Linked DNA regions of Zea mays: region 2 is linked to region 1. Evidence: chromatin contacts called from public Hi-C data. All regions are on one chromosome and are shown on one strand. The core of a region is the stretch at or near the end of the contact, and the rest is flanking DNA. Distances in the headings are between cores, read along the strand shown. Region 1 holds the start of LOC100282958. Region 2 holds the start of LOC100277170.

Region 1 (7,826 bases), core at 2,842-5,341:
CATCCTGTAAAAGTGCCACAGAAAATTTCACGAATGAAATGCCAAATGTGGAAAATGCAAGTCTATGCAAATAACAGGAACATGGTGTTACTGTTACATAGAGATTTATTATATTATTTCCTGCATAATGGCATACATTATAATTGACTAATTTGCTTAAACTTCTTGAAAACATATTCCTGTAATTTTCCTCCGATGCCAATTTAGCCTTGAATAGGAGTGAATAGAAAACCACTATCTATATGCCTGAACCTTGATTTGTGGCTTCCATTGGATTTTAAGTCTAGCCTGCCCCAACTTGCTTGGGACTAAAAGATCTTGTTGTTGTTGTTGTTGTCCTTTGTTACTAATTTGTCCCTTTTTTGTTGATAAAATCATTTCAAAGGAAAATTCAACTTGACAACTGCTAGTAGCAACTTAAGGCTTTTTACAGTATCTAACTTCTATTAATTTTACATGGAAATAGACCATCCCATTTCCTTTCTCTGGTATTTTTAACAAATTCTTGCAGATTTCTGAAGACTAATTTCATGTATGTGTAATAGTTAGTGTATTTTCACCCCAAACCATATAACTAAGATCATTTTCAGTTAGCTAGTTAGGTTCATACTGGTAACAAAGGACTTCAATATTTCATTATGACAGGTATGTTAAGAAAGCATTGTAGATTATTGTAGTCATGTCATGTTTGATATCCCAATTAGGCTAAACCATGATCGACTTTGTTTACATGGACCCTAGACCCTAGTCAAGGAATAGCCTAAAGAGGATTTATTTGTACCACTGGAACAGCTGGATACAGCCGTAGTGTCTCAGAGATCGCAGCGTGGAGGTAGTGCATTTTGTCAATTGCTCTGTCATTCAATCTTGCAGTGAAGTCTTCTCTGTTGTTATCTTCCTCCGCCCACTCAACGGACTCCTTAATTTCGAGGGCAACTTTATCCTGCACTATAGGATTCTTACAAAGCATGTATAAGAACCAGGAGAGTGTGTTCCCAGTTGTGTCTTTCCCAGCAATCAGAAAATTGAGGACTATGTCACGCAGGTAACAATCATTGATCATTTCAGGGTCCTCTTTGCTTGCTATTATGAATCTTGATAGTATGTCCTCTCTGGCTTTCTGCACGCATCATAAAGGTGAAGATAGAGTTCACTTAAGAGACGACGTTGCAGAAGTAAAGCTGTGCAGTATATTTACTCTGGATACTAACAGTAGATTCAAAAGCTGCTTAAACTTTCTGGAGTCTACACGCTCCACAAGGCATGAAAGCTGATAAACATAACACCACCCTTCAGAGCTCAGATATGATTTAGGGCTAGTTTAGGAACCTCAATTTTTCAAGGGATTTCTATTTTCCCATGGAAAAATAAACTAATTTCCCTGGGGAAAATAGAAATCTCTTGGGAAATTGGGGTTCCCAAACTAGCCCTTAGATGTAAATTTAGGTGGTTTGTATATGATGCATGACATATTGATCCTTCAACAGATCTAAAATTGTCCGCCTTGTTTGGATGTGTTGGCACCTTTTTCGGGCGCCAAACACTCAACAAGAACCGGCGGCGGTGCTCTCTGCACAGGCGTGGACGGTCCGCGGCCAGAGGCCAGATGGTCCGCGACCTGGCGCAGGGCTAGGGTTCCCTACCTGACGGCCGGACGGTCCGCGCCCTAGGGCTGGACGGTCCGCGCGTGCGCAGGGGCGGCGAAAGATCGCCGGCGGCGCCTAGATCTTGCTCCCGGGAGGGACCCGTCGGGGAGGAGAGATCCTAGGGGTTGTCTAAGCTCGGCAGGCCGACTTAGACTCCTCTAATCGATGTAGAGTCGAAGAGAAGCGGAGAATTTGGGGATTGGAATACTAAACTAGGGCTAAACTAGAACTAGACTAGAACTACTAATGCATAAGGTAAAAACGAGTAATAGACTTGATTTGATCAATTGTTGGGGGTTCAATCGGCCGTAGCCCTTCATCTATATAAAGGGGAGGTCTGGATCCGCTTCGAACTGATTTCCGAGTCAATCCCACGGTTTTAGGTAACAAATCCCGTGAGAAACTAGGAACCCTAACTGACTCTGCGCACGCGCGGACCGTCCGCGCCACCACCGCGGACAGTCCGGACCGCGGACCGTCCGGCCTCAGGGCTAGACCGTCCGCGTGGCCCTTTTTGGCTTCCAACAGGATGCAAATATCTCATGGCTAGGCACAAAGATCTCTTATTTTAGTGCCAGATCGAGTTTTCTGCATCAGGTTGTTACCAAAAAGCATATACCAACACAGAAGGTGGACAAGCTTATATTGAGGCTAGAGTTTTGCAGCCCTTACATTATCTTGCCCGTTCATTTGCTCTCTCTTTTGGTGTATCAAATTCATCACAAAGTCATCAATGATCTGAATGTTCTTTCTGAGCTTCGCTTCTGATCCAATATTGAAATAACGTTTCAGCTGCCAGAACAGATCGACATAGCGGTGGTAGACAATACAGTTTGCCTCATCAAAGGCGTTGCTGAACTGAACACTGGATTTATCTGATCCAGATAGCGTGTTCAGCTCGAAACCAAATCCCACTTTAAAGATTGAATCCATAGTTGTTTTCATCAAAAGATCCTGAAAAAGGATGCATTAATATGATCCAATTTTTCTATCAAATACAAATATTATGTATTTTCTCGGTTCCAAATCATAAGACGTTTTAGCTTTTTTTAGATACATTGATTTTATTACGTATCTAGACATAGTGTATATCTATGTGCTTAATCTATGTATTTAAAAAAGCCAAAATGTCTTATAATTTAGAACGGAGGGAGTAGCACTTAACTAATATTTACCAATATGACCGTATTTACGAAGTAATGATATATATGCACTTTCATGTTAGTGATGTAGGTACCTGCATGTTTAGAATAGTTCTGTTAGCTGCTGCAGATGATATCTTATCTACCAGTCTTGTAGCATTTGCTCTGAAGACAACGCTGCTGAATTCACGTAGCACTTTGGTTGAGAATTCATGGCTTGCCAGCTTCCTCTGGTGCCTCCAGCTATCCCCATCTATTGCAAAAATTCCATCCCCGAAGAGATCCTTCATTACTCCAATATTGTAGGCTCCCTGTGTATCATTCTCAAATGAGTTCAAAATCATGTCCATAAGCTCATATTGTTGTAGCCTGCCATTTCAGTTGGTTGCATGGTTAAGTACTTAAATGATCTGGCAGAAAAGATGAAAAGGTTGAAGTCACACTTAAAAAAGTAATTTCAAGGGTGATGGTATTCTTGCTGAATCAAGTGTAGTGTTGTTTCAAGTTAATTGCAGATTACTGAAGTTCTGACACCATTTGATGCAGGATTTAGGCATCTGGCACATAATAAATTGAGCTACGTGCTGATATGAGACTGGTGGACATGGAAGGGGGGATAAAAGAGTTTGACGGGTTCGGGAAACCACCTTGCTGTATTTGCTGAAGTTGGTCCTGAGGACATGCTCAACGACAGCGGGGTCGGCTGTGAAGAGCTCGCTGTGTCCAGGGTAGACCAGCCGGCTGGTGCGATGCGCCAGCGCGTACCTGACATGCTCGTCGAACAGCCTGTCGAAGTTCTTGAGCTGCCGGAGCATCGTCCCCGTGAGCGGCGGCCGGCCCGGGTCTCTCCGGGCGAACTCTCCGGCGCAGAAGACAGCGAATGACGCGACGGCGCCCAGGACGTAGAGGGTGAGCACCAGCAGCGCTGCGGCAAGAGCTGACAGCAGGCACAGTCCTGCCGGCGCGGCGAGGGAGGGTAGCTGGGAAGCCATTGGAGAGCTGGAGCTGCTGCGGTGCAGAAGGTTGCCGCGCTGACTCAGAGCAAGATGGCAGCCAGTGAGGCAGTGACGTGTTTTTCTATCGACAGTAATACGTTATGTTTGGGCTCACATGTGCAGTGAGTGACGTTATGACATCCAGTCCACTACGGCACTACCCGCCGGCACAGAGGGCCTCGCACAGTCGCACTCTTTATTATAGCCACGGCCGGCCGGTGGACGACAGCACCACACCACCTCCAACTACCCGAGACCATCGACGAGCATCTTCCTGCATCTGCAATGGCTGCCGCTACCGTGTCCGTCCCCCGCATCAAGCTGGGCTCCCAGGGGCTAGAGGTCTCCGCGCAGGGCCTCGGCTGCATGGGCATGTCCGCCTTCTACGGTCCGCCCAAACCCGAGCCTGACATGATCAAGCTCATCCACCACGCCGTCGCCGCCGGGGTCACCCTCCTTGACACCTCCGACATGTACGGCCCGCACACCAACGAGATCCTGCTAGGCAAGGTCGGTCCGCTCGAATTAGATCTCTGTTTCCTGTGGCCCTTTTCAAGTTTGCACTGAAGATGTTCGATGTAATGCTTCTGAATTCGTGAAGGCGCTTCAAGGCGGTGTAAAGGAGAAGGTCGAGCTGGCCACCAAGTTTGCCGTCTCCTTCGCCGACGGCAAGCGCGAGATCCGCGGTGACCCGGCGTATGTACGGGCAGCCTGCGAGGCCAGCCTCAAGCGGCTCGGCATCGACTGCATCGACCTCTACTACCAGCACCGCATCGACAAGAAGGTGCCCATCGAGGTCACGGTGAGCGCGGTGTACCTTCTCCATTTGATTCCTTTGTTTGGTAGATGTGGCTGTCACCTGCGCGTGGTCGATGTGAACATACAAGTGGAAGCTGGAAATGCCGGCCGGGGTATTCTTGCACGTCAGTGAGTGATGGTGGTTGGTGGAGACAGGTTTGTTGGAGGTTGGTGTCTACAACATACGAGTGGTCTGTGGTTATAATAATAACATACGGGCCCTTGCGTAAATAATTGGCAAAGATGTCATGCTGGCATATAATGCAAGATTTCACTTCTATAATCTCAATCGCCATCCTGAATTTAACCTAGAAACAAAAGAAACCTCCCACCCTGTTTGGCAGAGCTCAAACCCCTAGAACTGGTGGTGATAATAAAACTAATGTGATGCAGACACCCGTCCTTGCAGTAACTTCTTGGACTTTTTTTATGTACCGTTGCATATACCAGCAACTGTATCTAGTGGCAGATCCAGGATTATATCTAAGAAAATGTAGACAAAACTAATAATCTAATTAATGTTTAATACGACACAAGTAACAAGATACAATTCAAATATCTAAGAAATATGTAGATTAAATACTCAATATATATCGCTCATATGAGTTGCGTTAGAAATATCTTTCTTTTGTTTCTTGATAAAAAATCTAACTATCCTATCCCTACAAACATAAAAATAATTTTATCAATTATTCTAGCAAATAATTGACCAAACCAAACTAACTAAAGTCTAAAAATCTAATGTGCTGGTGAACAACAATCTATGTTTAGCAAGTGAACAAATGAAGAATTATATGAGTCACAAAGTAAAGTCTAGACTCTAGACAGCTGACCATGAGAGAAAAAGAAAAGGGCCAGGCGCAGAGCCAATTCCCCTGTCACCTTGCCAGGCTTCAGTAACACGTCTCTTGCAGCATGCCAGCATGCACTGCAGCAACCTGCAGCCTGCACTGCAGGGCAGCGCGCTTGCCTGGCAGCTGGCGCCTAGCGCCCTGCCTGTGCGGGTGAGAACCTGGCTGCTACCTCCTGCCGTGCGTGGTGTTGTGTTTCCGACTACACCGTGACCGGGGCTGCAGCCCAGGCAGCCCCGGGTTCAGATCTGCCCCTGACTCTATCAATCATATCAGATATTGTATCCATCCACGCGTTGACAAATTATCGTTTCTTTTTGGCCTATTTATATTACTGCCAGTTCGCATATGATGTCATGTTTATAATTTCCCTTTCTCTTACAATCCATAATGCACCTTGTAAGCCATGTGTTGAAGTATATAAGTGGATTGCCTATCTTCTCCTTGTAAGTGAAGTAGAATGCAGGAATTGTGTCTTGTATTGATATAGTAGAGGTGCTGTTACATATATAGGGGAAGGCCAGAGGCAAAAGGAAACCTCCTAAACAAGGAAACAATAGGACCCTAATTGATCCTTACCATCCTGGACTCTTCCCCAAATCTCTCTCTATCCTAACCTGCTATACAAGGCTGACCGGCTGCTTATGGAAGCCAGGCATCACGCCTATATACAAGGCAATGAATATTGCTGTCTAACATCCCCCCGCAGTCGATACGTTTGTTGAGCGAACGTTGAGGCTGGACCGAAAATCAGTGAACACCGAAGACGACAGACCTTTAGTGAAGACGTCAGCAAACTGTGAAGTCGTCGGTACATGTAGGACACAAACATTGCCAAGGGCAACATGTTCCCGAACGAAATGAATGTCGATCTCCACATGTTTGGTGCGCTGGTGCTGAACGGGGTTGGAGGACATGTAGACAAAACTGATGTTGTCACAGTATACCAAGGTCTTCTTCGGCATAGGAGCATGCAATTCAGTCAACAGCTGTCGAAGCCAAGTGGCCTCAGCAACGGCATTAGCAATAGCACGGTATTCGGCTTCAGCACTGAAGCGAGAAACCGTATTCTGGCGCTTGGAAGACCAGTAGATCAGGTTGTCGCCGAAGAAGACAACATAGCCAGAGGTGGATCTGCGGGTGTCCGAACAGCCCGCCCAATTGGCATCAGAGTGAACAACCAACTCAGTTTGAGAAGTTGGTCGAAGAAACAGCCCCAGATGCAAAGTGCCTCTGATGTATTGTAGGATGCGCTTGAGGGCAGCCAAGTGTGGTTCTCGTGGATCATGCATGTGGAGACAAACCTGCTGAACAACATAAGCAATGTCTGGACGGGTGAATGTAAGGTACTGAAGAGCTCCTGCAAGACTGCGGTAATTAGTGGGATCTGAAACTGGAGTGCCATTAGAGGGGAGCTTGGGGTTCACCTCGACTGGTGTAGTACATGGCATGCAGTCACTCATATCAGCTCGCTCAAGAATCTCAATCATGTACTGATGCTGGGAAAGATAGATGCCTGAGGTAGAGTGCTGAACATGCATGCCGAGGAAATGGTGAAGTCTGCCAAGATCCTTCGTAGGAAATTATTGCTGGAGGGCACTGATACGTCGTAGTGTTGGCAGGGAGGAGGCAGTGAGCACAATATCATCCACATACAGAAGAAGGTAGGCCATGTCTGCACCCTTGTGATAGACAAACAAGGACGTATTTGTTTTACCTCAATGAAACCGAGCTGCAGAAGGTGAGAAGCGAATCTGTTGTACCATGCACGGGGGGCTTGCTTGAGTCCATAAAGAGAGCGGTTGAGACGGCATACATAATCTAGATGAGTGGAGTCTTCGAAACCAGTGGGCTGAGCACAGATGACAATTTCAGATAATGTGTCATGAAGAAAAGCATTACTGACATCCAACTGATGAATAGGCCATCCTCGTGAAAGAGCCAATGAGAGCACTGTCCGAACTATAGCAGTTTTTGACCACGGGACTAAAAGTCTCAGAGAAGTCGATGCCGGGGCGTTGAGTAAACCCGTGAAGGACCCATCGCGCCTTATTGTCACACCCGGCTTTAAAGAACAAAGCCAGGTGCATCTCATACATGCGCCAAGAAGACAACATATATAATAACAGAGTGTATAGAGATAAATGTCACAAAACATCAGAGTATTTATTACATAGCGGAAGACTTATTACAAAATAAAAGAATAAATATAAAACGAACTAAGGATCGTCGGCGCTAATGTCAACTGAGAAACTCCACCTAAATCAGATCATACTCCTCGCCTTATGGCTCCTCCTGAACCACCTGTTCTTCTCCTGTGGGGGGGTGTGCGACAGCAAGGGTGAGCTCACACATGATCATAGCTCAACAAGTTGTGGGAAACCAGTGGACATA
Region 2 (7,826 bases), core at 3,844-6,343, 320 kb after region 1:
TGAAGTACTAGTTTGCTCAATTGAAATATTTTTGTACCTTTAGACCAAATCATCATGAGTGCACTTTAGCTTCTCATGCTATTTGGTCAACTTCTCCAAGTCTTTGATTTTTCCGATGAGGATATCTTCTTGCTCATGAAGAGTTTCTTGTAGTTCTTCTGTTGTTTTCATCAATTTGAGCAAGATCATTTGGTTCTTCTTGCTTAGTTGAGCGAAGAATTTTTGAAGATCATCCTCATCTTCACTATCACTTTCATGTTCCTCCTCATCCTCACTTTTGCTTTCACTGTCACTGCCATCAGTGACAAAGCACATATGAGAAGTGGATTTGAAAGAAGAACCTTGTGAGGAGGTGGATTCGTCATTTGGTCTCCAACGATCATCTTCTTCTTCTTCAATCTCGTTCTTCGCCTCATCTTCCTTCATTTTTAGGAACATGCTTTCGACGATTCTCATGGCAAGGTTTGTTGCCCTAGGATCAACATCTGCACCAAAAATGAAGTCGAGGCAACCTCAACATTTTCAAGCTTAGAAGCACTTTCGTTTCTTAATCCCACTGACATGATCTTTTCCTCATGCGGTTAACCGTTAGAACAAGGATTAGGCTCTCGTACCAATTGAAAGTTGCCTAGAGGGGGGTGAATAGGCAAACAGAAAATTTTTCAACAAAAAACTAGAAACGAACTGGGTAAAACCGGTTCAGCTGGTGTCAAAATCGGTTCAACAGGTTTGCACGAGCTCAACTAAATAATGAGATATAAAACTAAATTGATCCCAAGATTCACCCAGATAACTTTGGAAATGAGATGTTCTAGATGATTCATAGGGTTCAAAGTAGTAGATCTGAGAAGGGCACTTCTCAAAATCCGCACACCAAAAAGATATAAACAAACCTTCCATAGAATGGTGAGAGAACGAAGAACACAAACAAACTCAATGAGCAAGAACACAAGAGACACAAGATTTATCTAGAGTTTCGGTCACACCACTAAGGTGCCCTACTTCCTCGTTGAGGCGCCCACAAAGAGCCGAGTCTCTTTCAACCCTAATCCTCCCTTGCCAACCACAAAGGTCAAGCCTAGACACTAATCTTTGCTCACACAAGTGGGTAATACAAACTTTCTTGTGGTCTTCCACAAGATTTGGAGACTCAAAAGAAACACCTAGTCGTCTAGGAGCTAGAAGCTCTAAGAGTAATGATTCCACAAATAACTCGATGTAGTACCAAAGCTCGAATCAAGAAGAACAGGAAGGATTTAGGGATGAAACACAAAAAACCACAGCTCTTCAATCTCACTAAAAGATTTCTCTCCAAATATTTGAAATGGGAGAGGCAAGAGGTGTGAGAGAGAGATTGGGACGTGTTTCTCAGGTTAGAAATGGAGTTCATTGCGTGCTCTTCTATGGGGGAGAGAGGTAGGAGTGAGTATATAGGTGGGGCTCCAAAACTATCCGTTTTTTACCTTTCTGCTCAAAAACCGGCTGAGCCGATATTAAAAACCAGCTAAACCGATTTTCTGCAGAACAGATCCCAGCTGACCCACTCGCTGAGTAGGAAGGTGGACCAGGGCCAAAACCGGTTGTGCTGGTTTTCAAAAAATTGAACACAGAATTGTGGCTGGCTAAGTAAAAAGGTGCACGAGGGCCAAAACTGGCTGAGCTAGTCCAAAAACCAGCTGAGCTGGTATTTGAATAGCAGTTGAGCTGATATTTGAATACCAGCTGAACCTGCCTGAAAACCAGCCGAACCAGTATTTTTCAGAGAGCAATTTTGGCCAAGATAAACTTAAAAGGTTGTACTACATACTTTCACTAAGGATTAACAAGAGTAAAATAGAAGTTTTGGATCAAGGATTTTGAGCTTTAGTACCAACACCAACCTTCTTTTTGGACCCCCCTTGATAGTATGACAATTCCTATACTTAAGTTAAATAAAATATAATTAAGTAAACTCCTTGAGTCATTGGTGTCTCATGTGTGATTTCTCCATGGCGTTGCTTCATAAGGATCATAAACATCTTTGTCTCATCTTTTGAAGCAAACACAAATCGAGCCTGTGACTTGAACCATTTCACCATATATGAGCTCAACTCATGGCTTTAAGTCACCTTACTGATGCATCAACACAATATAACTCTTCATAGCTGATTAGATTACCGACTTAGTGCAAGTACTCTATTTTTCACCTTAACAATAGTACCTCGATCCACAAGCCGTCGCTTGGCCTTCACCTTCGTTTAGTTCCTCAAAGACCTTTCCTTGCTATCTTCACCCTATCAAGCCATTCTTGAGTCACATCATATTGAGCATCCATTGAGAGAATCATTTCTTCGATATTGTGAACCTTGCTTGAATGTCATCTAGATATAAATGCTAAGATTAATCAAGCTCTAGTTTGATTGTCATAGAAGCATATATGGACTAATAGTAATATGGTCAAGCCAATTCATGATTCCTCATATCTTATTCACTTTGGCTTGACCAATCCTCTTAATCACTTCAACCTCTATTCTGATCATATTTATGCATAGTGATTTCTCAGGTCTTGTCCATATATTCAAACAATATAGAGACCATATTATATCCATTTGCATTGTCTCATTGGTTATTTAACCTTGTGTTGAACCTTTGTTCACTAATAATTATAAACTATTCTAGTATGTTCATCATACTAAATTTCCTATTCAACACTGTAACACCCAAAATCCTAATTTTGGGATATATATATATATATATATATATATATATATATATATATATATATATATATATATATATATATATATAATCCTAAAATCTAAACAAGAGTATTTTCTCATAAAAGTGATTATATATTAGAAAGTATTTCCTCATAAAACAAAATAAGTAATAAATATTGAAGTTTTGAAACGAACTTTTAATGGATCACACATTCAAAATACTGTCGTAAAATGAATATTATGTGTGTTGCATATTGAAAACATTGCCTAAATAAATAAGTAAAGTAATAAATAAATGAATAAACTTAATACATGTACCTTGCATTCATGTTGGAATATTTTGTGTGTCTCTGTAAATTAGAACTTTGTTTGAATTTAAATCTAATTGGAATTGGAAAATAGGAAATAGGAAAAAAAGAAGAAAAAAAAGAAACCTTACTTGCGTCTTGGCCGATTACCTCTCGGCCCATCTCTAGTGTCATCCCGCACGGCCCACTCGGATCCTCTCCTCTTTCCTGAGTCGCTTACTTGTGGGGCCCACTAGTTAGCCTCGCACCAAGCTCGCCAGTGGGGCTTCCGTTTCACTGGCATGAGGGTCCCAACCTTTCTTCCACCTTGCGCCGTTGAGACCGCGGCGATAAGTCCGCCTGGGAACGTGGTCGCGTGACCCCCACGCCGCCCGGATCGCTTCGGTTAGCGGAGTCCCTGCTGTGGCCTCACGATATCTATAGAAGCCGTGCACCTTTTCCCCCTCCTCTGTCTTGGCCAAAGGAACTGGGAGCCATTGAGAGAGAGAGGACGCACATAGAGAAAAATCGAGGTAGGAGAGACACCGTCGCCGTTGAATCAAACCGTTGCTGCACGATTATCCTCGCAGTGCGGGCTAGGAGGGTAGCTTTAGGGTGCTGTTTGGGTGGGGAACCTCGGCTTGGCGCAAGGATCAGCAGGACCCCCTGGCGTAAGGATGCTGCTATCAAGTGTGTCATGCTCCTTCCTAAGCCTAGGATCCTCTGGTGTTCCGTTTAGGGTGTCGAGTGACGTGAACGACCCACCCCCAGCCATGGCGCCGCCGTGGCTGGCGCGAGCGCCGCCGCCATGTTGGCCGAAGGTGGGTGAAGTAGCACTGGTCGTTGATCCGGGATTGTGTGGTCGTGATCTGATCGGATGGGAGTGGTCCAAAGATTGATTTGGGACCATTGGATCTAGATCGAAGGAACTAGATCAATTCGGGCTTCATAAAATTAGGGTGGTAGATCGTGGATCTGATGGCCCTAGTGGCATACTGGTTTGTCGAGAGATCGAACAGCCTGGGCCGTCCATTTATGATCCGAGGGCTAATATCACATAACGGTTCGGTTCTAATCTAGGCTGTGTGTTTCTGATCGGACGACTTGAACCTGTTAAGAAACCAGTTTGGGCTCCGAAGGCCCCACGTGGCCAATCTAGCCGAAACCCTAACTCTGCACTATATATAGAGGAGGACACCACCATTTGTTGTAACCAGTGAGCTGAATACATGAATGAGAATATCAGTTCCTCCTATATCTTTGTGTCTCTTGTGTTTGTGATTCTACTTCTAGTTAAGAAGCCTTTGAACTACACTTAGTAGTAAAGGGTTTTTAACACGTTATCAGCACGAGTGCCCTTGTAACTTTCAAGAAGGTACGAATCCAAATCACACGGCGCATGCAGGAATATGGCCACATGCTCATCTGATCATGCTAAAGGTGTGTAACAGACATGATTTTTTTTACATTTATTTGTTTCAACACGCAAGGCAGCCACCGCTGCTCGTGTGAAGCTGGTGTGCGGCTGCACGCGGGCACAGCGGCCGCCGCACCGCCATGCAGGCGAGTGCGCTGGCCACGCCGCCGCAAGCAGGCGCGGGCTTCGCCGTAACTGCTTCAGGCAAGAAGTAAGAGCACTCCGGCACGCAAGCACAACTCTGCTGACGCCGCTCCGGCACGCCGGCATACAGCCGTCTTAGCCCCGCTACCCCGCTACGAGGGCATCGCGCCGCCTCTGTTTTGAAGGCGCGCTGACGCACAGACGTGGCCCCGCCCGCCGCAAAACAAGCACAGACTGTCGCCGAGCGCGCGGGTGCGCAGGCCACCGTCGCCGCCGACGCAGGCGAGCACGCAGGCAGCTGCTGCCGCAAGAAGGCGCGGGCTCAGGCCCCGATGCTGCCTCAAAGACGAGTGTGCAGGCCGCGATGCCGCAGCCACGGGCGTGGGCCCCACAGCTGCCGCCGCCAACCCACAGGCGAGCGTGTAGGCGCGCGGATTGCATCCTTCCGTCGTTCCATCGAGCCAGAGAAGAAAGAAGAGGAGGAAAAATGGGTAGAGAAAGATTTGACGGCGGCCAGCAAGAGCAGCCAGCAACAGGAAACCCTAACAAGGTTCCTCACTTCCCCTTGCGTGCGCATTTAGGGCTATATGGGCTAGGCCCTGCAAAAAAAACAACAAAGAGAGGAAAAGAAAAGAAAAAGGAGCGGGCAGCAAAGAGCGCGCGCATGACTAATTGGATGAAATGGGACTGGAAGGCCTAACGGTTTTTTTTAACTTTTATCAGAAAATTATAAAGTCCGCTAAAAAAAGGAAATGATTAGTAGTATCTCTTGAACTATAGGAAAGCTCAAGAATAATCATGAAAATGCTGGAAATGATGAAAACTATTTTCATGCAATAATCGGGACCAGAATTATTCTCTATTTATGTACTTTTATATTACACTATTTATTTAGTAGGTTATATCTTTGCTGTTAAGCATTTGAATTATGAATTTTCATTACTTTTGTTCAATTGTTATGTTTATCCCTAGAGTGCAATAGAAAGTTACATGAAGTAATTTTCCTCATTTTATCTATGTATATTTATTTATATAGCAATACTAAAAAACCTAGAATATTTAGAAATTTACAAGAAGTAAATCCTAAAGCATATTATGGAATAGCATATATTGTATGATGTGTATATTACCGGAAAGCACATTACATACTGTGGAAAGTCCTACATGATGAACTCAATTCGAAAGTACATGGAGCATTTTTAGAATATATGGATAGTTACATCCAAAATATCTGAAATAACAAGAAGTGTTTTCGAAAAATATGAAAATTGCAAATATACACATGTAAGCGTTGATGATGGCATAAACGAATTATGGAATTGAAGGTAATTTTATGGTATTATTACTTTTATGCAATACATTATGAAATTGCTAGTGCTATTAATTTTTCATAGCTATTGAATTTCATGAGAAGCATACCATATACGACTTATATAGGATGGCAAGTGTTTTGTACATATTTCAAACTACGAAAATACGAGCAATTTTAAGTATTTTCTCCACATGACATATGAATGCGCCATCGTTGCTGACTGGTAGTCGCCGACAAGAAGTCGATCGAGGTGTGGCATGTAATTGTTGCTGATTTAAAATCGCCGACTTCTACGTCGATCAATTAATATGCACAAGTCTCATGAAGTAGACATATGATCAGTAATTCTCTTGATCTAGTTGAAAATATTTAACAAGAAGTCTAATACTAGCATATAAACAACAGTAACCATCCATATGAACCATAGAAGGTCATCTTGTTGTTTCTAATATGCACAACCGCTTACCTCATGCATATCCAAATTCAGTCTTATGAATCGCCAAATGAAAGCACACTAACTTGGTTCATACCAAAGTAAGTTTATGGTCAAACATGCAAGTAGTAAGTCATTGACACTAAGAATGCTCTGTCATGAAGAAATACCCCCTTGCCCCTAATCGTATAAAAAACCACATGAAGTGGATTGGAGAAGAAAATACCCCAAACAATAATATTGAAATTAATGTCAATATTTATTTTGAATGATCTCTTATAAATGATCAACATCTCTTGCATCATTTTAGAATTGTGATTGTAAATATTGTATGAATTAGAAAGCCACGAAGAGTAGACCCGCTTTGGCAAATAATTTCCAACTCTTGAAGAGAAGGTCACATTTTTCTCATCATTATATATGAATTTTTACTTAGTATTTATTTGAAATACATTCGATGTTTGTTTCCACTTTGTATGGAATCTTGCATTTACTCGACTATTATGAAGCACGAAAGTAACATAGAAGCGTATGAATCATCTCTTAAATTCTATGAAAGTATACGACTGATATAAAATGTCGAAAGAGATATCGACACAAAAAAGAATTTTTAAGAAGAGTGCATCCAAGCGGGCCACGAAGGTTGCCCTCTATAATGTCATTCCTCGAAGTATTTATTTTACATTATATGCATAGAATGAAAAAATGTTACATTATATCAGCACTTGAAGAAGCATGATCATACGAAACATCGTACATGTAGTACCCTCTCAAGTTTAAAAGAGATCCATAAGAATTCGTTTCATGACGAAACAATTAACATAGTAGCACATTCCCATATGAATTATTAGGGAATATGGATGTTTTTCCAAAATAATAAAGGTTGGTTGAAAAAAAATATTTATGAAATTTTCCCTTTGAACCTCGCTATGCACACTTGAATTGTCAAAGAGCCTAGAAGCTCAGATAATCATGGTCCCTTGCATCATAGAAATCTCAATTATATTCGCAAATAATGAGAAACAATCAACTTGCATGACCATAACAAATTAGCATCCCCTGAATCAAGAAGATTCATGTGTGTACTCTGAGCCATTAGGGAAACTAATAATACGATGTTCTCTTATGAAAAGTACAAAGAATACCCCTTACCTAGAATGCATCTAGGAGATATCCATGGTGGTGTAAAGCCCTTGTTAGGGATCTTAAGCAATTATATGTGCCATATGCTTCATCAAAGTGGTCAAAATAGAGTGTGCCCCTTAGAAAACCACATACCAATGAAGTTGATAACATTGCTCATAAGAATTATGGATATAATGGGTAATCATCACTATGAAGTCTAGCAATGTGAAGAAAGATGCCAAAAGAAATAAGGATACACTTGGAAAATATGGTCGTACTAGAAGAATTACCCTTTTTTCAAGAAAAGGACATGAAGTCCATAATTTCAAAAGAAAAGAAAAGGGGCATATAGTCATAATGCATATGACTAATGCAAATGATCATAAGTACAACTCCCCAACTTCAAATC

Evidence for each region. Hi-C and Micro-C count contacts between places; a contact is called where the count stands out from the background.
Region 2: a Hi-C map of endosperm shows a contact between it and region 1, with 2.4 times the contacts expected there. The contact joins the promoter of LOC100277170 here to the promoter of LOC100282958 in region 1. A contact is called at or near these places in 2 of 25 Hi-C or Micro-C datasets (ear and endosperm).

What each region holds. Positions count from the first base shown.
Region 1 is chr6:73,282,083-73,289,908 of Zm-B73-REFERENCE-NAM-5.0, forward strand. It overlaps LOC100282958, which reads left to right and starts at 4,092. Exons shown (of 5, transcript NM_001155863.2): 1 at 4,092-4,293; 2 at 4,385-4,585. The coding sequence starts at 4,150. LOC100273436 (putative cytochrome P450 superfamily protein) reads right to left here and starts at 3,817. Exons shown (of 6, transcript NM_001147873.1): 1 at 3,436-3,817; 2 at 2,884-3,099; 3 at 2,319-2,600; 4 at 782-1,120; 5 at 1-4. The coding sequence starts at 3,780.
Region 2 is chr6:73,600,538-73,608,363 of Zm-B73-REFERENCE-NAM-5.0, forward strand. It overlaps LOC100277170, which reads right to left and starts at 5,094. Exons shown (of 1, transcript NM_001150816.2): 1 at 4,431-5,094. The coding sequence starts at 4,988. The coding sequence ends at 4,692.